Regions from separate parts of the Oryctolagus cuniculus genome. Here region 2 is linked to region 1. The links are chromatin contacts, called in public Micro-C maps. All regions are on one chromosome and are shown on one strand. The core of a region is the stretch at or near the end of the contact, and the rest is flanking DNA. Distances in the headings are between cores, read along the strand shown. Region 1 holds the start of CPNE2 (copine 2). Region 2 holds the start of ARL2BP (ARF like GTPase 2 binding protein).

What was found. A called contact is a pair of places that touch in the nucleus more often than the background predicts.
Region 2: a contact with region 1 is called in a Micro-C map of ear pinna, with 6 times the contacts expected there. The contact joins the promoter of ARL2BP here to the promoter of CPNE2 in region 1. A contact is called at or near these places in 2 of 6 Hi-C or Micro-C datasets (ear pinna and psoas muscle).

What each region holds. Positions count from the first base shown.
Region 1 is chr18:40,722,115-40,728,153 of mOryCun1.1, forward strand. It overlaps CPNE2 (copine 2), which reads left to right and starts at 2,248. Exons shown (of 17, transcript XM_051846795.2): 1 at 2,248-2,425. It overlaps LOC138846395 (a long non-coding RNA gene), which reads right to left and starts at 2,058. Exons shown (of 2, transcript XR_011383872.1): 1 at 1,562-2,058; 2 at 1-51.
Region 2 is chr18:40,856,593-40,863,068 of mOryCun1.1, forward strand. ARL2BP (ARF like GTPase 2 binding protein) reads left to right here and starts at 2,829. Exons shown (of 6, transcript XM_002711539.5): 1 at 2,829-3,204; 2 at 3,826-3,887; 3 at 5,976-6,082. The coding sequence starts at 3,167.

The DNA of each region.
Region 1 (6,039 bases), core at 998-3,497:
CGCATCCGCAGGAAGCCGGAACTGGACTGGAGTCGGGCCTTGCACCCTGCACTGTTAGGGGACACAGGCACATCAGCAGGAGCCGGATGCCCGCCCTCCGACCTTTTTTAAACGTCCCGTTATTGAGACATAATTCATGGACCATGAGATTCACCCCTTCTCAGTGTTGAAGTTTTTTTTTTCAGTGCATCTACAGTTGCACATCACCGTACCCTAACCTGAGAAAATCTTAAACAATTACTTACTCATTTATATTACTGAGAGAGAGAGAGAGAGAGAGAGAGAGAGAGAGATGACTTCCATCCACAGTCTCACTGCCCAAAGCCTACAACAGCTGGGGGGTATTGGGCGAGGGCTGAAGCCTGGAGCCAGGAACTCAACCCGGATCTCCCACTTGGGTGGCAGGGACCCAGTCACCTGAGCCCTCGCCCGCAGCCTCCTAGGGTGCGCACCAGCAGGCACTCCGGCATGGGCCGAGGGTGTCCTGGGTGGCATTTTAACCTCCACTACACACACCTTGAGAGCATTTTTATCCGTCTGCCCCAAAGAAACCCTGTCACCCTAGCAAAGCACCCCTCTCCCTTTGTAGGCAGCCCCGAACGTGCGTTCTCCATCCATGGACTTGACAGTTCCAGACCTTCCGTCCAGTGGTCACATGACACGTGTGGGACCGTCTGCTTTGACTCAGCCTCCCGCACGCACAGTTCACCTGCACTGCGGGGGGCACCGTGGCCCAATACCACACCCCTAACTGTCACTTCATAACCTGAAAGACATGGCCTTGTTCCTACTCCTGGGCTCCCAGGAATCCCACCCCGTGAACATCTGCATATCACAGGTCTTCATGTGGGTCCTCCTGGGGACACACCTAGGAGTGGCACTGCTGTGACCGGCCTTGCCGTCTGTGTCCTTGGCCAGAGATCCAGGATTCCCCTCCCCTCACCACGCCCAACTTGCCCATTCAGCTGGCCTCTTAGAGGAAGCCTGGCTGAGCCCCAGGGCTGAGCTGGGTCTTCTGTCCCACCCCACCTCCAACTTCTGCACTTTTTATCCAGGACCCTAGACTGGCCTCCCGTAAGCCTCCTGAGCACTGTCCACCCCTGCGACTGGCTCTCCTGTTGGAAGAAAGGGATTTTGAGGGCAAAGAAATCCGGGAAGGCTGCCTGGAGGAAATGAGCCTGGAGCTGGTTCTCGGCTGGTTTTCTCCGGAGGGGGGCAGAGGGCTCTGACACTTTCAGAGGAAGGAAGAGGGGAGCGTGCATAAAGGCAGGCTGGATGGAGGAGAGGCAGGCTGGGGATCGCAGCTCGCAGCCCTGGGGGTGCTCGGTGGCCGCCCCTCCGAGGCTGCAGAGTGCCAGTGACTCACCCATGCGGCGAGGCTCCCACTTTAACCCTCACCTGCCCGGAATGGAAAACCCACGACCCAAACAAGCGCTAGACGTTAACCCTCTGCGGCCCACGGGCTCCCCGTCTGGAGGGCCTCCCGGTGAGCCGCACCGCACCCCTCGGCTGTCTGCCGCCCGCCCGGTGGTGAACCCGCCCGAGGGCGCCCGGAGCTTACGCCTCTTCTAGGGGAGCCAAGGGAGGCTCCAGACGCTCCCAGACGCCGATCAGCCCCGGGCCCCGTTCCTGTCCGTTGTGGTCCAGCCCCGGGCCCCGTTCCTGTCCGTTGTGGTCCGCTCGTCCGTGTCACAGAATCATGTCATCGTCCCTGTCTCCGGCGGCGAGAAAATGTGAGCTCTTTTGCTATAGAAACAACGACCAAACACACCGCGGTCCTAGCGCTGCCCAAGACCGCCCAGGGCCAAGCCCCGCGGCGCGTCCCCCGAGGGCGCAGAGGGGCGCCCACCCGCGTCTGGGGTCCAGCCGGCATCCGGAGCCCTGCCCCCCACCCCACGTAGGCCAGGGCTGAGCCCATCCCTCGGTTCCCGCGTGCAGCCCCGAGAGCAAAGCGCTGGGCACTGGAGGCGGCAGGCGCCACGGCGAAGCAGGCCTGGGGAGGGCGCGAACCCCCGGCGTCCCGATCCGCGGACTCCCAGCCTGCACCGTGCGGGCGCTGCGATTCGGGCCTCGAACCTTGGGCTCCGGGCGGGACAGCGCCCCCGCTGCGCTCGTGGGAGAGCGCTCGCCCCTTCAGGAAGCGCCCGCCTCGCCTCCCCGCTTCCCGCCCCGCAACCCCCCCTCGACCGGAGGGAGGAGCCCGAGCCGCCGCCGCCGCCGCCAGCCCGCCCGGCCCGGGAGGAGCCCCGGACCCCGAGCGACTGCGAGCGCACGCGAGCCGGCATGGCCGCGCGGGCAGGGCCCTGAGCCCGTCCCGCGCCCGCGGGCCCGGCCGAGCAAGGGAGCTCCCGGGGATGCCCCGGCGGCTCGGAGCGCGCGCAGCGGCAGCCGCGTGGTGAGGGCGGCGGCGCCCGCGGGACACACGGTGAGTGGGGGCCCGAGCGGCCAAGGGGAGGGCGGGGCCCGAGGGCTCTAGTTCAGCCCGGGGGCCCGGCTTGCGGCGCCCTTGGCGGGTCCAGGAGAGGCTGGGCCCCGCCTGGGGGGCCGCGGCGCCCTGCGTCCGGCCACCCGCGCCCACCCAGACTCTGGCATTTGAGTGACTCAGCTCCGCCCCGGCCACCCGGGGGCGCTCCGCCTCCGCCCGGACTGCGGGGCGGGGGGAGGGCGGACCGACCGGGTGCCGGAACGGGGTGCGCCCTCCGGGGTCCGAACCTAGGCTCTTCGAGGAGCCTCCGGCCTCGGTCGCGAAGCTCGGGAGGGCTGGCAGCGCGCCCCTTCCGCGTCCCGAGCCCCGAGCCCCGAGCCCCAGCCGCCTCCCCGCCCCAGCCCGTGCCCCGCGGAAGAGCCGGAGGTCGGGTTCCCAGCCCGGGAAGGGGAACCCGAGGGGGGCGTGGAACTGGGCGGCTTCCCAGAAGTCGGAGCGTGTTTGCAAACTAGTTTTTGCGCAAAAGCTGTCTTGGCACCTGTGTGAGGTGAGGGGGAGGGAACGAGGCCTTTTCTTCCAGTCCCCTCGGCGACGGCGGCGGCGACGACGACGGCTACGAGGGTTCCTTCCCCGAGACAGAAGGGTCTCCCGACCCTCCTCCCTCCTCCCCGCCCCCCGCAGTCGGCAAGCTCTCCTTTTGGGTAAGGGACCACGCCAGGGGGACTGTGATTTGCCCAAGGTCACGGGCAGCAGTTAGAGGTTCCTCTTACCGTCTGACTCCCGTGCCCCGAGTGTATTTGGGGTTCGGCAAAGGGCCGGGGCTCTTGAGAACTCCCCGCGGGGCCAGTTATTTTGCCAGCACTGGTGTTGGCTCATCTGGGGGTGTGAGCCATGGCCAAGGGCTGTGGGCTTCTTGGGCATCCACAGCGTCAGTGGCTGTTGGCATCTTGCCAGGCAGGGTCTCCTCCTGAGAACCCCCCCCAGGCCAGCATCAAGGTCTCCCCTCTCCCCTCCTTTCAGCCCTGCAGACTGCGCGGGGGCTGCTGCGTCAGGGGAGAAGCACTCCAAGAATCCAGCTCTCTCCCCCTTGGGCCACAGAAAAGGCAGCGTGGGCTCCGTGGGAGCCTGGAGGTCGGGTGACCCCGCGATCATGGCTGGCACCCGCGGGGGAAGGGGCCACCAGATCCTGTGGCAGCTGTTCACTGTCCACAGGGGAGCCGGTGGGGTCCCAGGGTGCCTCCCTGCCCCCAGTCCGTGTCCTCTGCTCTGGCTGGGCCGTCCAGCCCCAGCTCCCATTAGGGTCGAGGACACTGCAGTTCGGGGTACAGGTAGCCCCCAGGTGTGACCTCTGAAAGCTGCAGCCGTTGCTAGGAACACCGACTTCTGACCAGCAGCGGGGTCTTGGCTCAGACCCTCTTCCCGTCTGGGCCTCCTGGTCACCCTCTGTAAGACGAGCCGGTCACCACGCCCTGCCTGCCTGGAGCCTGCATCCAGACGTAGGGGAGAGGTTTCATGGCAGTTCTGTTGGCAGGGGGCTCCGGAAGTACCCCCAGGCAGGGGACACACTGGCTGGGGCAGGACAGGTCATTCTAACAGCCTTCTCCATGGAAAGGACCCGGGGCTAAGGAAGTGGACAGGGCTCTCTGCCTCCACCACTTCCTGTTTGCAGGCCTTCGCTCCCCACAGGGGCCGGGGATTTTAGCTGCTGGGACCAGGGCACTGGGGAGGGGGTGGGTGTTCTGCAGAGGCAGGTGCACTTTGTGAGAAGCAAGAATGGGGTATGGTGGTGCTTCCGGGGACCCCTCAAAGCTCAGGGCGCCGTGTGAAGGCGGTGGCCGGGAAGCCTCAGTCTCTAGAGCTGTGCACTGGGCCGGTGCTCTGGCTGGAGACCTTTCCCGCAGTTGTGTGTTTCTTTAAAGGGAGTTGTGAGGTGAGTGACAAAGGCACGGCTTCTGCGCAGAGCACTGCTGGCACTGGGAGCCCACTGTCGCGTGTCATTGTCGCCGTTCGGGGGAATATTAGGAAGCCTGGTGTGGCTAAGTGCTCTCGGGGTCCCTCCTGGGACTCTCTCTGGCCAGCCTTCTCTTCCTCCCGCCTCCCTCCCTGGCGAGAGGAGCCTGGGAATCCAAACGTGGGGGCTTCTGGGCTGTGCCAGGGGCAGGGGCCTTGGGCTGGAGCCGCAGGGCAGTAAGGAGTGAAGAGAAAACGAAAACCAAGAAAACGCTCTCTGATCCTTCTCATTCTGGTCTGGGCTGCAGCACTATTGCCTGGCAAGGCCCCCTACTGAGAAGGCCCCGCCCAGCATCGGGGTCTCCCTGGCTGCCTTACCGACAGCACAGAGTGGGGGGCTGCGTAATGCAGTGCTCGCCCCCTTGGAGCCAGCAGGCCAGGTCACCCTGTGGTCTTCCGTGGCAGGAGCTGGAGAAGGAACCATCACATCAAGTCTCACCTGTCACCGTCCAGTGCCTGCCCGGGGTCGCAGGTGCCACCCTGCTCCCAGGGTGGCAGAGACCACCCTTGTCCACCCGCGCCGGGGGCCGTCCCCGGGGGCGCAGATGGACTAATTGGCCGGATCCCTGCTCGCCACTGCCTTCCCTTGCTTTGTCTGTCTCAGGGCCTTTGCCGCTCTCTAGTCACCACGCAGCGGCTCCAGGAATGGGCAAGAATGGTCTCTCCCTTGTTCACGGCTTTGTCCCGGTGCGTGGACCAGGGTCTGGCACATCGTAGGTGCTCAGTTAGTGTTGGTGCAAGGACTGTGTCCGCCCTCACCATAGCCTCCTGCTGAATGAAGTCTGTGATGTTGGGTGATGGAGCCTGGGAGAATGATGAGCCTGGCCTCTGCGGTCCCTGCAGGCGTCCCTGCCTCCTGTGCTGAGTGCTGGGCAGGGGACGCTGCAGCCAGTGAGAGGAGACGCTCGCTCAGGAAAGGGGTGTGTCCCCGAGAAGGTGGGATTAGCATGTGCCGGGGAGAATCACCCACTCCCCTAGAGACCTGGGCCAAGTCTCTTAACCTCTCTGGGCTCCGTTTCTTCATCTCACAAATGGGCATGCTCGGGACGGGCACTCATCCTGCAGCTTTCTGCGTGAAGTCCTTAAGACGGGGCTTAGAGACCGCAGAGGGCCGTGGCCAAAGCTGGAATTCCTTGCTCATGGTGGCTTCGGTCCCCGCCTTGGGGGCGGGGGTGGGGGATGGAAGGAGTCGTTTAGTCACTCAACAGATGCTCCTGAGCAGTTCCTCTGGGTCCAGGGCTGTGTGTGTGCTGGGGACACACCCACGATCCACACAGACCTGGTCTAGGACAGAGTAGGGGACAGAGCAGGACAGGAAGTGACAGAGACAGGACGAGCCCTGACGTGGGGTGGGGGGCAAGGCCCTGAAGAGGATGCAGGGGTTGAATGGGGGGGTGGGGCAGGGAGGCCTCTAGCCAAGCCTAGCACTTCAGTGACCAGAAGCCCCAGGGGACCAGGGCGTGGGTTTCTGGTAGCCCTGCCACACCTGGAGCCCAGCTGGTACTCACTGGGTATTTCTGAAGGCAGAGTGCCCCGGGCAGAGGAGAGAGCACACGCAAAGGCTCTGAGGTCGGGCCAGGTGTGTTCCGGGAGCTCCTTGTCCC
Region 2 (6,476 bases), core at 1,579-4,078, 140 kb after region 1:
AAGGTCTTCCTTTGCCGTTGGTTCACCCTCCAATGGCTGCCGCGGTCAGCGCGCTGCGGCCGGCGCACCGCGCTGATCCGATGGCAGGAGCCAGGAGCCAGGTGCTTTTCCTGGTCTCCCATGGGGTGCAGGGCCCAAGCACCTGGGCCATCCTCCACTGCACTCCCGGGCCACAGCAGAGAGCTGGCCTGGAAGAGGGGCAACCGGGACAGAATCCGGCGCCCCGACCGGGACTAGAACCCGGTGTGCCGGCGCCGCAAGGCAGAGGATTAGCCTAGTGAGCCGCGGCGCCGGCCCAAATAAGTAAATCTTTAAAAAAAAATCATTAATGTCAACCCACAAAGGATTTAAGAGTTATTAATGGAAAGTCATCCTTTAATGTTCAAGTCCATTTAAAATCTTTCTACAAATGAGTAAAAAAGATCACTCTGTACTCAACAGAAAAACATGTTCTGATTGCCGAGACTGTTTAAAGGCCCAGGGATTAGGAAATGTGTAGCATGATGCTCGTTGTAAAAGAAGCCCTTTGGAGTGGAACTAGATCCAGGTTTTATTAAGTATGGATTTCCCTGTCTGTAGAATGGAAAGAATACCCATGTCATAGGGTTTGGTTTTTCTTTTGTTTTTCTCTCACAGGGTTTAAAATATTTCAAACAAAATTTTTTAAAAATTATGTTTAGTTGGGGCCAGCACTGTGGCGCAGCGGGTTAAGGCCCTGGTCTGAAGCGCCGGCATCCCATATAGGCGCCAGTTCGAGTCCCGGCTGCTCCTCTTCTGATCCAGCGCTCTGCTAATGGCCTGGGAAAGCAGTGGAAGATGGCCCAAATCCTTGGGCCCCTGTACCCGCGTGGCAAACTCAAAAGAAGCTCCTGGCTCCTGGCTTCGGATCGGTGCAGCTCCAGCCGGTGCGGCCATCTGGGGAGTGAACCAGTGGATGGAAGACCTCTCTCTCTTTGTCTCTGCTTCTCTCTAACTCTTTCAAATAAATAAAATAAATATATTTTTAAAAATTGCTTAGCACATTAGCTGGCACATGTCTGAGTAACTGAGTACCTATCCCCCTTTTTCTCTAGAGCCAAAGATGGCAAACTTGATTAAAAGATCACCACATTCTTTCGCTGTCTTCCCATCGAGAAATGAGGCTTACGTCTCCTCCCCTTCAATCAGGGCTGGTGGGCTCTGCTTCACCAGTAGAATACGGTGCAAGTGGCACCATCCCAGTTTTCCAGTACCAACCTTTAAGTGACTGGCAGCTTCCACATGCTGTCTCTTGAAATATTTGCTCTCGGACTCAACCCCCGTGGTGTGAGAAAACCCAAGCATCCCCAGGAAGACCGACACATGGAGAAGAGCTCGGTCCATCCACAACTGAGCTCCTAGCCGAGAGCCAAAACTAATCTGCCTGTTGCTTGCAGGAGCTCCTTGGAAGAGCCCCCTCTAGCTCCATTCCAGCTGCACCAACTGATGCCAAGTGCCAGGCCCTGCCCAATCTGCCGATTATTAAGCGAAATAATTGTTCTAAGCCCTAAGTTAGAGCTGGGAGGACTTGTTAACAGCAATAGACATTTAGAGCAGAGAGTATATAAAATCAAGTTCCCTTTGTCCTCCACTCAGACTCCAATGACTTTGGGAGGGTGGGCAAGTTCATTTAGTCCAGAAATAAGTGTGGCATGTAGAGAAAGTAGGTCATGGGGAAATCTGCTGCTTTGCTCTGAGTTGTGTGACCAGTGTTTGGCCAAACAGGACTCTGTCCCTTATTCACTTTTTTAGATGCCGTCTTCCACCTTGATCTTACATTGTATGCAGTTGTCTCTGTAACCACCTTTAAAAAAAAATTTTTTTTTTTGAGAGGTATAGAGTTACAATGAGAGACAGAGAGAAAGGTCTTCCTTCCGTTGGTTCACCCCCCAAATGGCTGCTACGGCCGGAGCTACACCAATCCGAAGCCAGGAGCCAGGTGCTTCCTCTTGGCCTCCCATGGGGTGCAGGGGCCCAAGCACTCGGGCCATCCTCCACTGCCCTCCCCGGACACAGCAGAGAGCTGGACTGGAAGAGGAGTAGCCGGGACTAGAACCCGGTGCCCATATGGGATGCCGGCGCCCCAGGCAGAGGACCAACCAAGTGAGCCACGGCGCAAGCCCCTCTGTAACCATCTTAAGTTTCAAATCCTGACATTATTTTATGTCCATTCGGAAGTCTGTTAATTGATTCGGGCTGGTTCTCTGACCCTAGGTCCCTCTAGCCACAGACCACACCTTTGGGCAAAAGCTATCAGGCAGACTCTTAATGCTTAGTGGTCCGATCAAATCAGCTGGAATCCTTTTTCAAACTCTGGCCGTTTGGGAGGGGATTTTCCCTGCGGCAGGCTTATCTGATTTACTCAACGTGGTTCAACTTTTGACTTGGATAATTAGCCAAAGGGGCCATTCACTGAGACATCTTCATGCTGTAAATGACCCAATTGCATTTCTTGCGGTGTGACTGTCTTTCCACGAGGGGGGTGTGGCTGTGCGGCAAGTCAGATTTCTGTACTCCGGTTCAACAGATAAGGAACTGACTCTCAAGCGACTCAGCAACTTACAGTGCTTTTAAAATATGCTTTAAACTGGCCTTTTTAACCCCAATTTGTAAGCGAGGAAACTGAGGCTCTAGGCTTTGTCACCCACAAACCCCAGACGATGTGAGACAGCAGCTACAGACACTGCACACCGAGCCCCAACACCCATCCCCGGGAAGCTCCAGTATTCCTGGACTTCCTCTCCCTTTTTTGTCCCGCCCCTGACGTCGGGGAACGCGCTCCTATGATTGGCCAGAGCTCGCGAGACAGCGGAAGAGGCCCAGGTTGCTATGGAAGCGGGGGCGGGGCGCGGGACGCAGCGGTCGATAACCGACGTCTGGACTTGAGCGGCGGCGGAGGTGGCGCGCGCTGAGTGGCCTGACTGGGCGAAGAAGCCCGGCCGACGCGTGGCCGCCGCCGGGGAAGCTGAGGCCGAGTCTCCCTCGCAGGTGCTGACCCGGCTGAGTCGTGAGCGGGTCGCAGCCTGGAGGCGAGGCCTCTTCCCCGCCGGCCGACCGCTGTGCCCTCGATGCGGGTGAGGACTCTGCGGAGCGAAGCGGGGGCTGGGCCCAGGCTGCGGGCGGCGTAGTGGATGCGGCGAGGACGGCGATGGACGCCTTAGAGGAAGAGAGCTTTGCGCTGTCCTTGTGAGTGACGCCGCTGGGGTCCGGGCGGCGGGCGCTGGGCCGCTGCCCTGCAGGGGGCTGACCTCGGGGATCGGTGGAGGCGGCTGCTGCGGCCGCGGGACACAGCCGTGCGGAGTGGGTGTCAGCCGCTGTCACAATCCCCAGGCGTCCCACCGTTAGCGGGCAGCCGAGCCTGGCGGGTGTGGGCGGCCAAGGCCCGCTCTCCTCCTCCTCCTCCTCCACCCCCGGGGGGAGCCCTGACCCAATTCCCTCCCTGCCCAGTCCTCCACCCGCGCCAGGTTCACGCTTAGAGCGGACAGGCGTGGCGTGATAGCGAAGATGCGGTGAGTGACTCTGCAGCAGGCCGGTGCGGGGAGCCTGCCGGTGTTTGCGCCTTGGGTAATTGATGGTGTCCTGCCAGGTGTGCTGAGAGCGGACCCGTGCATTTAAACTTTATGTCACAGGTGTTTGGAATTGCTGGTTTCTACAGAAATCGGTCACCCTCGTTGACGCTGGGTGGCAGGAAGCTTGCTTTGCCTTTTCTTTTGTTTCTCTTGTGCATGTTGGGAAATGTCCATAATAACACATCTTTTAAACAACGGATTGTGTGACCCGGCGCCTAATTCAGGCCTTGTCTTGCAGCTCCTCCGCCTCCGATGCAGAGTTTGACGCTGTGGTTGGATATTTAGAGGACATTATCATGGGTAAGCGTCCACGCCACAGCCTGGCCTGGGTTCTCTCTAGTGCTCCGTGCTTTTCGGGACACTGAAGTGTTTAGAAGAAGCGTGCCCTGCGTGCTCTGTAGTGTAGGACAAGGTAACGCGAGGTCGGCCTTGCTGCAGTTTGCCTTAGAAACGAACAGCCCCTTGCACCTGGCAGCAACCTCTGGGAGAGACTGGGGCAGGGAGTGATTGTTTGGCCAAGCTCCAGCGAACATGGACCTGCTCTGTGTCATCTGTAGGGTAAGAGCGAGGTGGTTTTTAGATACATTGGAGTTTAGTATATTCCTGCCGAAAAATGGCGTGTAACCAGCCACAAGCACGCATGTCCATGAAGTAGACAGTGTCAGACTTGAGCTGCTTCTGTATCTTGCTGGGTTTTGAGCACCTGTCTGTGCATGCATTTTTTTTTTTTTTTTTTTTTTGACAGGCAGAGTGGACAGTGAGAGAGAGACAGAGGAGACAGAGAGAAAGGTCTTCCTTTTGCTGTTGGTTCACCCTCCAGTGGCCGCCGCACTGATCCGATGGCAGGAGCCAGGTACTTATCCTGGTCTCCCATGGGGTGCAGGGCCCAAGGACTTGGGCCATCCTCCACTGCACTCCCGGGCCACAGCAGAGAGCTGGCCTGGAAGAGGGGCAACCAGGACAGAATCCGGCGCCCCGACCGGGACTAGAACCCGGTGTGCCGGCGCCGCAAGGCGGAGGATTAGCCTAGTGAGCCGCGGCGCCGGCCCTGTGCATGCATTTTGTCCTCTGTAACTCTTGCTGAGTTACAAACAAGCAGTCACAGGCCCCAAAGGTTGGAAGCAAACATGTAGGAGGGAGAAATTTTTAGTGTCTTCTATTTTTTTTTTTTTAAGATTATTTATTTGAAGGGTAGAGAGGCAGAGGCAGAAGCAGAGAGAGAGTCTTCCATCTGCTGGTTCACTCCCCAAATGGCTGCAACGGCCAGAGCTGGGCCAATCTGAAACCAGAAGCCAGGAGCTTCTTCCAGGTCTCCCACATGGGCGCAGGGGCCCAAGACTTGGGCCATCTTCTGCTTTCCCAGGCCATAGCAGAGAGCGGGATTGGAAGCAGAGCAGCCAGGATTCGAACCGGCGCTCATATGGGATGCCGGCACTGCAGGCAGTGGCTTTACTCACTACGCCATAGCGCCAGCCCCTCTATTGACTTTTAAGTTTCCTGAGAATTAGGGAAAGAACTCTGTTATTTGGTGGTGTTGGCTGAGTAGCTGAGTCTGTTTCGTCTGATAGTCATTGTGTGAGGCTTAAGTCCATTGAAGGTTCATGTCCTGTCACCATTACACTCTCCATGCAGATCTGAGGATTGCAGGGGAACTCAGGGAATCCGCATAGTTCTCTTGCCAGTAAGCCTATATGCTGCGGAGAAATGAGCCAGCCGTCTGCAAGCCCTGGATATCCACCCCGACGTCTGGGTCCTTTCCGAAGCTCCCCTGGTGTTTTAGAAATAATATTCTATTGCATTGTTAAAGTGTTCTGTGCCCCAACAGAGGGTCAAGTTCCCTATGAACTAATCTCCTCACATGAATTCTCACGTGAATTCCACCCAGCAGCCCTACCTGTAGTTAGCTGCTACAAATCCTCCTCCTCTTCCAGGCGAGTGCCTGGGCCAGGTGTGAGCCCAGCATCTGCCCTCTGTCCCGTACTTGTAATGACTGCCCTGTCGCGGAGACTGCTGCTGACAGTGCGTTAAACTGAGAGACCCAATGCATTTCGTCACAGAAACGTGCCAGGAAAGAGTCCCCACGCCACCTCGTGCACAGGTGTTCCACATGGGCTGGAGGGTGGGGGTGACGGTCCCCCAGCAGTGTGAGCGGCTTAGGACCCGGAGCTGTACTCTCCACATGGCCTCGGGCCAGATTTTACGCATACGTTGCCACAATTTAAGAAGTCTGGCTGGGACTGTTTCAGCATCACGATCCCCTTTACCAGCTGCCTGAGAACCCACTTGCTCCCTGTGCAGTGGCTGTGGGGACGCAGCACCGCCGACTCCGCCCGCAGAGCAGGGTGGCTTTGTCGTTGGTGAAAGGTTAGCTGTCCCCTTGTGCTTCAGATGACGAGTTCCAGCTGCTACAGAGAAATTTCATGGACAAGTACTACCAGGAGTTCGAAGACACTGAAGAGAATAAACTCACCTACACGCCTATTTTTAACGAATATGTAAGCAGATTTTTTTTCTTTTCCTACCAGATTAGGGTTTCCTTAAAATTTGAATTTGGAATCAAAAGGGGTTGACATTTGCTTTTTACTTTAAATACACCACCAGTTGAAAAGTGAGAGTGAATGCTGAGACCACCTCGTCCCTGCACCCACTCCCAGCACTCAGTGCTGGAACCCAGGAACCTGCCCTCCTCACCCCTTCGCAGCCTCCTGGGACGACCTCCTGTGACTAGGAGTAGATTCGAGCCTCCGGGGGCTGGCATGGCTGAAGCAGCCTGCTCTCGGGGGACCCGTGACTGCCTCCATGGGGTGCTTCCTTATACACATCCTGTTTGACAGTAGGCCCCACAGAGTCCACTCCCCACTCCCCACTCCGTGCCTCCTGCACTGTGTC